2 separate regions of the Triticum aestivum genome follow, and region 2 is linked to region 1. A link is a contact called in public Hi-C data. All regions are on one chromosome and are shown on one strand. The core of a region is the stretch at or near the end of the contact, and the rest is flanking DNA. Distances in the headings are between cores, read along the strand shown.

Region 1 (7,198 bases), core at 2,026-4,525:
CGAGCGGGGGTGCTCTTTTGCTGCGCCACCGCCACATAGGGGGTCCCATCTATGCACGCCCATATTCCGAGGGCTCAAGTCACGTATTTGGCCAGGTCCAATCGTGTATTGGACAGGCGTGGTCAGTTGGTACTATGGCCTGGTGCTTGGTAGTCGAGGCCGTGACAAAACTCCCACTACATGGATTTCTCAAAAAAAAAAACTCCCACTACAGAGATATAGGACAAATTCCGCTCAAAAAAAAAGAAAGAAAAGGATATAGCACAAATGCAATCCACAAGAAAGCACAAATGCACAATACTCCTACCGCATGGCTGCACCTGCCACCTTGCATCTCACTGATTATTCCATACATATATCTGTACTATAATGTAGTAACTCTATATCAACCCATTAGACGGCTGGAGGTACATATATACACACACGTTCCGACTAACGCGCACACATTACTCGAAAATGAAACAGTTCAACCGATGAAACTAGCGTAAGAGCATCGGCCTTGGCTAGGTTTCAAGCATTATTGTGAGCAGTGATATTCCTGGCGAGGGCCTCGGTCCACTGGTCTGCGATGTCAGCGGCGATTCTGGAGGCATCATAGGAGGAACCCATGAGACCCCTCCTTGTGAAGCCCGTGGCATAGAGGCCGTTCTTGCCTCGCCAGCTGTGCGGGAATGCCATCCTGGGGAACCCATCACTCTGGCTGAAAAATTCGTCCTCCTGAAATATGCATGTGACTATTTATAATATTCAAAGGGAATAGGTATTCTTGGTTTGGTTTGGTTCTTTTGTACGCTAAGCGATCTGGACCAAATACTTGTATGTTGATGGGCGTTTTATGGGCTTTCATAGAGAAAATGAAAAATAATTAGGTCAAAATAAATCTAAGAATTGAACACAAGACCTTCGCCTGAATCTTCGATGTAACAACCAACGACCTATGCGCCATTCGCATTTATTAATCCCAACTAGCTCTTTTTTTAACACAGTACAGATGCAAGCGCATACACTCATCCCTATGAACGCACGCACGCACACCATATCCTTATGAGCATCTCTGAGAGACTGAGCCAGGTTTGTTCGCAATCCCAACTCGCTCTAAATATACGAGTGACAGTCCTCATCTTTAGGGCGAGCTAATTAAGTGAATGAGCTAATTAAAGGATTGTGAGCTTAAATAAAATATTTAAACGGATGTGGCTAATTGAAGAAAGGAATAACTAAAAGAAAATATTGTGGTCTTAATAAATTAAATATTCAAACAGATGAGCCTAATTAAAGAAAAGGACTTGAGGTAAAAAGGTAGGATAATTAAAAGGAAGGATCTATAGGCTTCAATGTGTTTGGGGCTACTAAACTAGAAAAGGAAGAATTTAATTCGCGACTAAAACGGGTGAAGACGTCATTGTAATTAAAGGAAGAATTATACTTAAACGGAATCAGTGGGAGATTATGCTCGGCAAAGAAAATACGAATACAACTAAATTGCATTGTATTTTTTATGTTCATTTTGTAGAAGGATGTTGTGTTGCAGCATGTTCTTCATAGTGAATACGGTGCCGTAGGACATTATGCTTGCACAAAACATCAGTTTTTTCCGTTGCAATGCACGGGCATATGTGCTAGTATTTAGCATAAACAAATATGCTGATGTACTCCCATCAACATACAAGTACTTGGTCATCATAATTATTAGTCACCCAATCTGATCTTGTGGGCCAATCAAAGGTGCCCGCAGCCCATCATGAAATATGGCGGGCCAATGAAAAGACTTGTGCAGAATCTAATGTGGAAAACCATCCATTACACACATTGCTCATTAGAAGAACTCAACATAGACTCTACAACGTCAAATCAAATCTGGTGAGGCAGATGGGATGCATCAAGCAAGTCGTCCAGATGGGCCACCCTACAAAAGGTAGAGTGGGCAATGGGTGTGGTAGCAAGCAGTGGCGGACCCACCATTGGGGCGAGCTGGGGCGGCCGCCCCGGGTCGCCGGCAACGAAGTATCGAACCCCACGTATGTATCTTTCCTTCGGTAGGCATCAGAACACAAAACGCCAGCGGCGGCGGCGGCGCTGTTTATCTGTTTCTGTGTGACTGCATCGAAGGGTTAAGGGAGAAAGAGATTTGGGTTGGTCCGCTGGTGGACTGGGCTACGTTTTATAGTTACTACAGCCCGCTAGTGCCCAATCGATCTGTACTGCAGTAGATGAACGACAGAGAAGGAAATTCCCAATTCCGATAGGAAATCGCTTCCGGGCATTCCCCTCGACCTAGCCAGACCCAACAGTTCCCCAATCAATTTTGTAGATCTCGTTTGAAAATTAAAATGGGATCATATTGTGGCATAAGTGAGGATTTCAAGCAACAAGAGTCCATGTTAGCAGTTTACTAGTTTTTAAAATCTTTTTATTCTTTTGTTGTTGAATGCTACTTCCTCCATTCATAAATATAAGTCTTTTTTAGAGATTTCAATACGAAATACATACGGACATATATGGATATATTTCCAAATGTGGATTCACTTATTTTGCTTCATATGTAGTCCGCATAGGAATCTCTAAAAACACTTATATTTAGGAACGAAGTGAGTATGAGTTTAGGTTGAATAGAGTTGTATTTGTGCCGAAAAAAATTAGACGTTAAATGTTCGCCCCAGCTAACTTTAATTTCTGGGTCCGCCACTGATAGCAAGCACTGTTGTCATGCACATGATGATCACCAAAGATGCATGGCCCTCACCACATCATTATGGGCCGGCATGTGCATCACACCTAACTCCAAGGAAGATCTCAACAAGAAAAACCTAACTCAAATGGAGGAAGGAAAAAACCAGCAAGATCTCCGTCCCTTTTGGCAAGACTTTATCCTCCCTTTCCCAACAGTGAGGGCTGCGGTCTCCTTTGCATGGAGACACATCTACAGTTGCTAAGACGATTCCTTAACTGCCAATCATTTGATCATTGTCCTGTACTCCTGTTTTTGTAGCATGGAACCATACCTCAATGATTGATGTGCGACAGTGCGAGTAGAACACAACACCAAAATAGCATCGGTTTACTATATATTCAGTGTTATTAGGAAACGTGATATACACATGTTTCATATAGATTCCTTTCGGTTTCAATAATATTGTTTACTCATGTTTCCCTATGGCATCTGTCCTTGTTGCATGGACCAAACGCCCGAGCATGGGCTCCACTAGCTGGACCAGCTCACTGTGCAGCAACAACAGCAAGAATACAACTAAAAAAGAAAGAAATACACGCACGCATGAGATCAAGATCGACTTGACAGGAACATGCAAACAAAGAGCCCCCTATATGCATATTCTCGATCACTAGCTAGGACAGCTAGTTTGCAAGATGAAAAGATTGCTTAACATGACATGGACATATAGTAGCTAACAAATATGTGTCCAAGTCTACACTAGACGCCATGATCGATGCAACTACGCAAGAAAGGGTACAAGGAAATCAAGTACATGCTTGTAGCTATCACATCGATCACATACAATGATACAAACACACACCGAGCTACACAGGACTTCTATATATGTGAAGTACACACGCTGCCCAAATCGACAACTCGTTGATTTTATCTTTTATGAAAATTGCACGCAAAATTTATAGAACGAGCGCATAGCATAGTTCACGCATGTCTGTCAATCAATATTGTCAATTTTTGGATGAGTTTCTGTGTCCCGATCGCCCTCTTGTTGGCATCATTGTCACTGCCCATGCCTTCCTATCTAAATCTAATACCTCCATCGAACTGACAAGGACTATACACACGCCTCCGTTCCAAAATTGATAACCTCCCAGAAAGTGTGCAGCTAGACTTCTACAATTATTTCGCTCGCAAAAATAAATAAATAAAATTTCTACAACTATTTAATCACTACTCGCTTCATCTCATAATATAAGACGTTATTACACATGGTATATCATGATTAGTTAAATCATTCGTTAGATTAGTTATAAAAAAATTCCACAATTGAAGACGACTATTGTTAAGTGTACGCCTGGGTCGTGCAGTTTGGGACATACTTCCTTCGTTTCATAATTCTTGTCCTGGTTTTAGGTTAACTTTGGACTAAAATCACGACAGGATTTATGAAACGGGGAGAAGGGATTAGGGAGCAGTGCACGTACATACTCCCTCCGTTTCTAAATATAAGTCTTTTTAGAGATTCCAATAAAAGACTACATACGGAGCAAAATAAGTGAACCTACACTCTAAACTATGTCTATATACATCCGTATGTAGTATATAGTGAAATCTCTAGAAAGACTTATATTTAGGAACGGAGGAAGTATAGCGCATGCATGCGTCGTTTTTCATGCATGACACAATCGGCGGAAGTTTCTAATTAATGTTCTGTATAAGCATCTTTTCCCGAGGTTAGAAAAAAAGAAGCAACATAGTACTTCCTCCGTTCCTAAATAAAAGTTTTTCTAGAGATTCCACTATAAACTTCATACGGAGCAAAATGAGTGAATGTACACTGTAAAATATGTCTATATACATTCGTATGTAGTTTGTAGTGGAATCTCTAAAAAGACTTACATTTAGGAACGGGAGGGAGTATTTTCCTGCATACTCTTGATCGTTGCATGGATGACTTACGACAGTATGCATGATGCTAATAAGTACTACTCCCTCCGTTCCAAATTACTCGTCGCTGAAATGGATGTATCTAGAACTAAAATACATCTAGATACATCCATATGTGCGACAAGTAATTCGGAACGGAGGGAGTAGGAGTATACATACACGTTCGCGTATGTACGTACCTTGAGCCATGATGGCACGTTGCTTTTGTACCCGGTGGCGAGGATGACAGCATCGAAGTCCTTACGTCCGTCGGCAAATTCAACACCGCTCTCGGTGAAGCGGTTTATTGCGGGGACCACCTGCGGAGAATCCCTCTTAGATTCACTTGGACACATCATCAAGTAAATGCAGTACTACACTGGGCACACACGTACTACTAGAAACAAGTTGCTATAGCTAGTAGTCCTAACGGAGGGAGTAGATATTTTGCACTAAAAGTTTTCTTTTAACTTTTGTACTTACTCCCCCATTTCAATGAATAAGACGCAAAAAAAGACGCATGCGCATATCAAAATTTAACTTTGACACTAAATTAGACCAATCAAATATGAACGACATGTCATAAAAATTATGCCGTTGCATTTGTATTGAAAAGAATTTTTTAGTGGTATAATTTTTAAATCACATAAATCTATATTTTCTCATCTAATTTATGGTCAAATTTTAATTGTGGGAAATGTGCTTGTCTTATTCATTAGTTGGATGCTGCAATCCTAATACCCCATTAATTGAAAAAAGTACTTTATGTTCTTTTTACAACATATTCAATTAAGTTGCTGATATTGTTTTCCGTCAGATTGATGCAATGCTCTTTCACTTTAGTACTCCTTCCGTTTCAGTTTACAAGTCCTGTGCGTATACCTAAGTTGCCAATTTTATCATCCTAATATAAAATATATAACACAAAAAAATATACCGTTTGAAAAATATACCGTCTGATACTAGTGTATACCTAGTTTATACCGTTGGTCATATATGAGACGGAGGGAGTAGTGAAGTATTAAGCATATCCAACAAAGGGGGATGTGATATTTTACCTTTATTTCACCATCCCTGATCTTTTTCAAAGCTCCAATGTCGAGCACTGGTGTTTTCCCGGTTGATTTCTTGATTTGGAGCGGACCAATCTTAGGTCGTTGAAGCCCGTATTTTTGTCACCAAGTATCAACCTTGAGAAGAAGAGGAACAAGGCATCAACCCATTTCATGGGAAACCACTTGAGAAGGAATACTGATAGGCCAAATGTTGAGATGCCTAGTATATCCCTAGGCAACACATGAAGCTACAAATTTACAAAAATAATAGCATGAGAGAGATATGCAAGTTTAGTCAAACTATAAACCTGCATGATGTAAAGAAATGCAGTTAATAGGTAAATGCTATAAATAGCTTAATACAATAGTTAAATCCTTTTATGCGAAAAGATGAAATAAATCGAGTAGTTTGTAGTTGTAACTATCTTTGGGTTTTCTTGACATCTCCGTTGCCTAATGTGGGTACAACTGTTGAATGTTCTCACCAAATTCTGCAATGTTTTCTTTTGACATACATTTTTTTATCGTGAATTGACATAGATTTTGATACTGCACTTATGAAATAACACAACACATAATTATTGAAATTTCCCCTGTTACTCTTAGTGTTGCGCGATCCTTGTCCAAACAGAAAACAACAGCATGCAATGACCCTTTTTGGATTTCTTTTCCCCCTGCAAGTATCACATCGTTTTCTATAGAAGTCCTATGTTCCAAGTAATATTTTCTTTTCTTCTCGGCCATTCGAGATTTATGATATACGTTCGACATTTATGATATATTTTTTTTGAAACAAGGCAAAAGACTTGCCACTTTCAATAATTAAGGAGAAGGTTTAGACAAGAGCCGCAGAGCGGCAATAAAGAAAGATTACTCTCGCGACATAAGCTCACTCAGGTGGTTGGCTCCCGCCAACGCCCAAAGATGGGCCTCCTCTTTAATCTTGGCAACAATAATGGTGGTCGGTGAAGCCGTGTTGCGAAAGACTCTTGCGTTCCGCTCCTTCCACATTTCCCACATGACAAGCATCAGAACAGAGGCAGTGGCTTTCTTGATGTGCCCTCCAGAGTTTATCGTCTTAAGCCACCAATCTTGAACCGTGTCTTCATGGCGCCAAATTAGCGGCGAATGGTCCTGCATGCCGAGCCAGGCGACCACCGCATGCCAGACACGGGTAGTGAACCTACACTGAAAGAGGAGATGGGAGGCGGACTCTTGGACTTGTTTGCATAGGGGACAAAGTCCACAGTTTGGCCATCCTCGCCGTTGTAGTCGATCCGCCGTCCACACACGGTTTTGGATGATAAGCCATGTGAAGACCTTGCATTTTGGGGGAGCCCAACTCTTCCATATTGTGGGAGCAGTTGGGCTGAAAACTAGGCCCTCGAATTGTGCCATGTACGCTGTAGCCGTCGAATATTCACCACAGTGAATTTCCAGGAATTTTCATAAAGGGATCTTTATCGACTCAAACAGCAAATCGAGACGATACAACAACAACTGCATAAAACCCGACCTTTTTTTTCTGCTGCATGCAACGTCATTT
Region 2 (7,198 bases), core at 3,485-5,984, 350 kb after region 1:
CGCCCCGCAGCATTTTAGGCAGAACTTGTTGCTCTGGACAAATGCTCTTACTCCAAATTAGTTCTTTCTCCTCTACCTTCATTCCTGTACCCGAAAATGACCTTCATGTAAATGACCTCGGTCATCCGGGCCTTCCAGCCCGTTTTGAATACATAAGGTAGAAAATGCTCTAGCTTTAAGTTCAAAAAAAAAAAGAAATCTTGAGTCCTCGATGCACTTGTTCTGGTCCTGCAACATTGGCGACAGCAGTCTGGAAACGGGCAGCAGCATGGAGTGGCTGCAATGCTCTGGATCCACAGGTGTGGAGCAACAAAGAAACAACGACCGAAATTGTGTCAACCATCATTGCTTCGTCGGCGCCAACACAGCGAAAGAGGATAAGAGTCATCGTCATATGAATCTGCTAGGAGATATGGCAGCGCAGAAACAGCTGCATATTCGGAAAGAATAGGCCAACCGAAGAGGACATCGTTGATGCAATAAGAACTATGGAGCAATGGAGGATGACTAGGTGCAGCTTGCCTACAGAGCCCCTTCGGGGAAAATACCCATGTTTTCCATCTGCTCTCTGCTAAATCAATGAAAAGCCAGCAACTGCTGGATCTTTGAAAAAATAAAACAATCGAGCCTAGCACCAACCGCGAAACATTACACTGAATGGAAATCAGTACCACCAACGTAGTCACTTCGTGAATTACGAGCACCTATGAAGTAGTGATAGTACTGATACATATAGCACAAGCTCCCCATAGATTGGTCGGTTAAGGAATAACAACTGCACTGATCCTCCTATGCGTGTACTACGACTACTACCAGTTATGTCATCACGGAATCACGAAGTGAATTTTGAAGGTCAAAATTAAGTGGTACAAAAAAGCAAGTGGCAAAAGCGCGCACCGGTGTCCCCATCAGTACGCTGCCAGCCCACACTGGCCGCAGAGCGGGAATGGAACTCCAATCTTCAGCCAATCGCTCCCGAAGACCTGGGTTGAGGTGGAAGATCATGGTCGCCACATCCCCGCCCCCAAAACTACGTCAGGCCGTCGCCGTGACGTGGGAATCTAGCGCCAGCCGACGGCCCGGAGCCTCTCGACATTCCAGGCGATGGAGGGCGGAGACGGAGAGGACATCACGAAAGAGGTGCCCGCTGCCGCGGAACGCGCGTGCGGTGTCAAGCGCGCGGATCCACCGCCGCCCGTAGGAGACGCCCAGCTTCGACCAGCACAGTGGCGGCGTGGCACGAGGCAGCCAAGGGAGTGGCAGCGGCGGCATAGGGCAACCACAATCAGGCACAACAGCGTCTGCGGCAGGAAGTTTTATATCAGGGCGGTCGGAGTTCCTGCGGCCGCGGTTTTGGTTTTTGGTCAGCTAGCGTTGTCCCAAATTACTAAGAAATTGATCGCCATGCAGGTATTGGTCAGCTGTTGGAGCTTTTTTGGCGCCAAAACAAAAAAAACATTTTGTCATTGCTGTGTTTTCTAATCTACTGTTGGAGACGCTCTAAACAGCTAAGGACACAAGTCGTAATCGCAGTAAGCACAGGTTTGAACAAGATAACAAAGACGTAACTGAAAAACAATTCACCGTTAGACAGCTATTTGGCATGGACTGGTAAGTTTTATACCATGACTTGCAGATTTTGCAATGCTCTTTAGGATGGGAAGTTCACTATACATTGGGAAGTGAAAATGAGTGCACAAATTACCAAATCTAGCTTCTTACATACATGTATGTACTAAGTTCTATTCTGTTACAAATTAGAAATACCAAGTACTCATGCATCGTAACAAACAGTCCTTATCGACTGTGGCGTCACCAACCTAGTTATCTAATATTAGGTTCAGGACCAAACCAATAATTGATTTTCGGTTGAAGTGGTAATATACACTCAATCTGCACAAGGTTTTAGTCAGTCTTTGACTCTTTGGATGATTGGGGAAGGTTATACAGAATTAGACCCGTCAACAATACCATACCACCTAAGATAAAAGAAGCGCTTAATCCCGCGCCTTGAGGGATGTAGGGCAAAGGAAGAGAAAGGATATAGATTGATATTGGCACTGCAATTGAAAACAAACAACATCAACGCGGTCATGAAGATACTCAAGCAGTTTGGTCTATACAGTGACGGTAGACCAAAAATGAACACAAATAGAGCAAGGGGAGAAAAGAGGAAGAAAATACCGGCGGAAGTTGCTGTAAGTGAAGCAACCACGGCAGACGACATCTTTACCAAATTAAGCAACGAGATGTTGAAAGCCATGTTTACGAATATAAATAGCAATGGTAGGAATGGAGCACCTCCACAATCTACAAAATAAGTATGGCAGACTAATTAGCAATAAAGGTAAGCAGGTAACAGAAGTTATAGATGGACAAGTATAAATACTATGAAACCCTTATATATCTAACCGCAGGGTCAACCTAAATTTCGAAGACATGGAATAAATTTTCTCAAGTTTAATAGTTTACCATTCAAAGAGTTCCACATAGCAAAAAGCAAAGAGAGCTACATAAGACCCCCAATCATAAAGTGGACAGTGCACTACAAGCATTCCAGTGCATTTGAGGTACATCATGATCTCTAAATACATAATTTGATCAAAAGACTCGGCTCAGGGAAAAATTACATTACCAATTGGGCTCTCCCCAACATTTAAGAAGCACTCAGCACCACCATTTAAATGGCCAGAAAGCTCAGCAAGCTTAATCCCCCTCAAATTAGAAAGTAATGGGAGAAGAAGGAAGACAAAAAGAGCCTACAAATAATAAAGGAAGGTAAACATGATACATGACATAAATCAAGGTTTCCAAATATGGTAGTTCAGTTAAGCATAACAGCTAAATTACGCTAACTAATTAATCACCTGAAACCCAGACCCAAATGAATTAACCACGAAGATGTCGGGCCGTTTCCCCTGCACAGATATTGGTTCTCCAGTTATTTTTCTAACAAACAAGATGGACTCACACACACATAGAGAATGAAGTGTGAGAGCAAACCTTAAGACGTTTTGCACCATCAACGAAAACAGACTCCTGCAGTATAGAATTTATTTTTCTGACCGAAGTGTCACAAAACTATAAAGGAGTGTTATGTGATACTTTAAGTGGCTAAACCTTCAAAATGGATGCACCAGCTTGGAATGCCGATGAAATAACCATCAATAATGGCCAAATTAACTTGACTCCAGATAGAAGATGACCATCATTTGCTCCACTACAGTAAAGGCATTGAGATGATTAATTATGGCAAAATACCTAGTGTACAAAATAGCACAAGCCTTTTTCTCAGCAAACAAGTGTGCATGCCTACGAAATAGATAAGTGCATAACTAGCAGATTTTTCTCGAAACAACTTTGTTGTGCTACAATTAACGTAAATGTACCAGATATTTCGAAGGACATACCTCGCAACAGCAAGAATCACACCAGAAGTTACAAGCAAGCAACCAATGATTTGTCTCAGAGAGTAGGTCTTTCCCAAAAGCAACACAGAGAAGATAAGCTGCCACACCAGGAAAGACTGGAGAGAACATTCAGAAGACTATTATTTTGACAACAGAGCACAGAGTTAACAGGTTCCGACACTAATAACCAAATGGAGTTGACAATTTTAGGACATTGAAAGCTGATTCAACCGTAGGATCACAGTTCCGAAATGCTTTAGTATTGCACTATTTATAAGAGCAAAGAATCACAGTACAAAAGGAAATATTTCTAACCATTAGTGATGGCAGAGATAAAAGGGCATGCAGGTAATATGTTTTTGTCTAGAGAATGATGCAGGAAATAAGTGGGAACGCTGTCAAAGAATATGGCACAGCTGAAAATCAACAAAACCTCATACCTGAGACAGTATAGGAATAGCAGGGCCAGGCAGCATAGCTGGACGTTTCAGGAAAAACAATCAATTAGCACAAATATTTACAAGAAATACAGTCTAAATTGTACTCCCTCCGTTCCTAAATGTAAGTCTTTGTAGAGATTCCACTAGGTGGACTACATACGGAGCAAAATGAATGAATCCACACTTAAAATGCATCTATATACATCTGTATGTAGTTCATAGTGGAATCTCTACAAAGACTTATATTTAGGAACGGAGGGAGTATATATATGCACCAAACTAAGAGCATCCGATGACCAAAAGAAGATACAAAACATACCTCCCGCAGACATTCCGGCGGCGACCCCAAGTGCCTCCAGCAAGCCGATGACAGCGAACCGGATCTTCGGCAGTGCCAGCATGTCCCGCGTCACCACCCCCGCGCGGTACCTCGCATAGAGTATTGAAAAGTACACGGCGACGTACCTGCAACGTTCAAATCGCACAGACAAGAAGTAAGAGCCCAAAAACTGCTGCGCCTTTCGTCTTGCACCTCGGCCGCACAAAGAGGCTTACCCGAACGTGGTGAGCTGAGCGAGGAAGAAGGGGTAGGACTTGAGGGGCACCAGCGCGAGCTTATAGAGCACGCGGTTAGCGACAGCCAGCGCTACCACGGCCGCAGACGCGACCGCGACCGCCGGCGAGGAGCTCATCGGCATGTATGTACGGCAAGCAAGAGCTCACTAAGCGAGGCGTGGAGGGATGGCGATTTAGGCCATGCGGGGGCGGATACGGAACTTGGAACCGAAGTACCGTGGGGAGGACGGTGGTGATGGCGGCGGGCGGGCGGCCGGTTGCTTGCCTTGGCGTGAAAGTACGGAATTCTCTCGTCTTCTGGATTGTCGGATTTTGCTAGTACACCTTTGGACATTGACGATTTTTTTTACCATCAAATCCTCACACACTCTTTCCCCTCCCTCTTCCGCACTCTCTCTCTAACACACACATAGCCTATTCTCCCCGTCAATAAGACTTACTTAATTGGCAATAATGTATGGACTTGTGGTGAGGTTGACTGAATTAATGGATAGTGTGATATATTTCCCAATCATTTAACAATGAAATTTAAGAAATGGGAAGATTATGTAACACCTCAAGTCGTTATCTAAAGTGACCTCCCCCTAATGATGCCATGTTATCAGGCTTGCTAAGCCAAACTACCACTTGATAAAAATCAAATCCTAATTCAAATTTAAAATAAAGTTAAATAAATTATTTCGTCAAACAGTAAAACTAAAATGTTCACCATATTCTATAAATTCCATTGATCTTTGACATGTTGAGCCCAACATTATTTGACCCAAAAATTAAATCTTGTCAAATTAATAAAAGGTCCAACAATAGTTAAAATAAGCAATTAAATATAAACCTAATTTTATGTATTTCCTTTTGTCCCCAAACTTTTTGTGCCGCCTAAAAATATTGTGCTCGAATTGTGTGCATAGTTTCACAATTAACAAAATCCATTTAGTTGATATAAGAATAAATAGAAAACGGTGTTAAAAAGGATAAAGGGATTAGAATACAATAAAAACTAAAAGGACGATGAAAAAGAGGATTCCCCCTACCCCGGGGCCTTGCCACCGAACCGGCCCAGTGGTCCAGTCCCCACACGGGCGTCTTCTCCTGTTCCCCGAGCCCGTCACTACAGAGTCGGGCTCCCGCCAGACCACCTCGCCGGCGTCGAAGGGGAATGGATAAGGGTGACGCCCTGCCTCCCCTGCCCCCATGGCCTCACTCCTCCTCGACGCCCCCTCCCAGATCCACTTCTCCTCTGATAACCCACAAGTGTAGGGGATCGCAATAGCTTTCGAGGATAGAGTATTCAACCCAAATTTATTGATTCGACACAAGGGGAGCCAAAGAATATTCTTAAGTATTAGCAGTTGAGTTGTCAATTCAACCACACCTGGATAACTTAGTATCTGCAGCAAAGTATTTAGTAGTAAGTAGTATGATAGTAATGATAACAGTGGCAAAAGTAAAGATAAAAGTTTTGTAGTAATTGTAACAGTAGCAACGAAAAAGTAAATAAGCGAAGCACAATATGTGAAAAGCTCGTAGGCATTGGATCAGTGATGGATGATTATGTCGGATGCGATTCCTCATGTAATAGCTATAACATAGGGTGACACAGAACTAGCTCCAATTCATCAATGTAATGTAGGCATGTATTCCGAATATAGTCATACGTGCTTATGGAAAAAAACTTGCATGTCATCTTTTGTCCTACCCTCCCGTGGCAGCGGGGTCCTAGCGGAAACTAAGGGATATTAAGGCCTCCTTTTAATAGCTACCGGACCAAAGCATTAACACATAGTGAATACATGAACTCCTCAAACTACGGTCATGACCGAGAAGTATCCCGATTATTGTCACTTCGGGGTTGTCGGATCATAACACATAATAGGTGACTATAGACTTGCAAGATAGGATCAAGAACACACATATATTCATGAAAACATAATAGGTTCAGATCTGAAATCATGGCACTCGGGCCCTAGTGACAAGCATTAAGCATAGCAAAGTCATAGCAACATCAATCTCAGAACATAGTGGATATAGGGATCAAACCCTAACAAAACTAACTTGATTACATGGTAAATCTCATCCAACCCATCACCGTCCAGCAAGCCTACGATGGAATTACTCACGCACGGCGGTGAGCATCATGAAATTGGTGATGGAGGATGGTTGATGATGACGACGGTGACGAATCCCCCTCTCCGGAGCCCCGAACGGACTCCAGATTAGCCCTCCCGAGAGAGATTAGGGCTTGGCGGCGGCTCTGTATCATAAAACGCGATGAAACTTTCTCTCTGATTTTTTTCTCCACGAAACGGAATATATGGAGTTGGAGTTGAGGTCGGCGGAGCGTCAGGGGGCCCACGAGACAGGGGGCGCTCCAAAGGGGGAGGGCACGCCCCCACCCTCGTGGACAGGGTGTGGGCCCCCTGGCCTTGATTCTTTCGCCGGTATTTTTTATGTTTTCCAAAACTTATCTCCGTGGATTTTCAGGTCATTCCGAGAACTTTTGTTTTCTGCATAATAAACAATATCATGGCAGTTCTGCTGAAAACAGCGTCAGTCCGGGTTAGTTTTATTCAAATCATGCAAGTTAGAGTCCAAAACAAGGGCAAAGTGTTTGGAAAAGTAGATACGTTGGAGACGTATCAACTCCCCCAAGCTAAAATCTTTACTTGTCCTCAAGCAATTCAGTTGATAAACTGAAAGTGATAAAGAAAAACTTTTACAAACTCTATTTGCTCTTGTTGTTGTAAATATGCAAAGCCAGCATTCAAGTTTTCA

Evidence for each region. A called contact is a pair of places that touch in the nucleus more often than the background predicts.
Region 2: a contact with region 1 is called in a Hi-C map of an unstated tissue, with 7 times the contacts expected there. The contact joins the promoter of LOC123110874 here to the enhancer-like site in region 1. A contact is called at or near these places in 3 of 5 Hi-C or Micro-C datasets (leaf and an unstated tissue).

Annotation. Positions count from the first base shown.
Region 1 is chr5B:146,712,731-146,719,928 of IWGSC CS RefSeq v2.1, forward strand. It overlaps the pseudogene LOC123115866. Among protein-coding and RNA genes, the nearest start is that of LOC123110874, 350 kb to the right of the region's middle. Within about 2 kb of position 3,276, at least 1 of the 8 cell types and tissues checked has an H3K27ac peak or open chromatin away from gene starts, as enhancers often do. A contact at or near this core is called in leaf, where this site is marked.
Region 2 is chr5B:147,059,757-147,066,954 of IWGSC CS RefSeq v2.1, forward strand. It overlaps LOC123110874 (protein CLT2, chloroplastic), which reads right to left and starts at 4,735. Exons shown (of 10, transcript XR_006453764.1): 1 at 4,406-4,735; 2 at 4,170-4,315; 3 at 3,851-3,888; 4 at 3,411-3,526; 5 at 3,121-3,220; 6 at 3,004-3,039; 7 at 2,868-2,918; 8 at 2,631-2,759; 9 at 2,185-2,310; 10 at 1,566-2,060.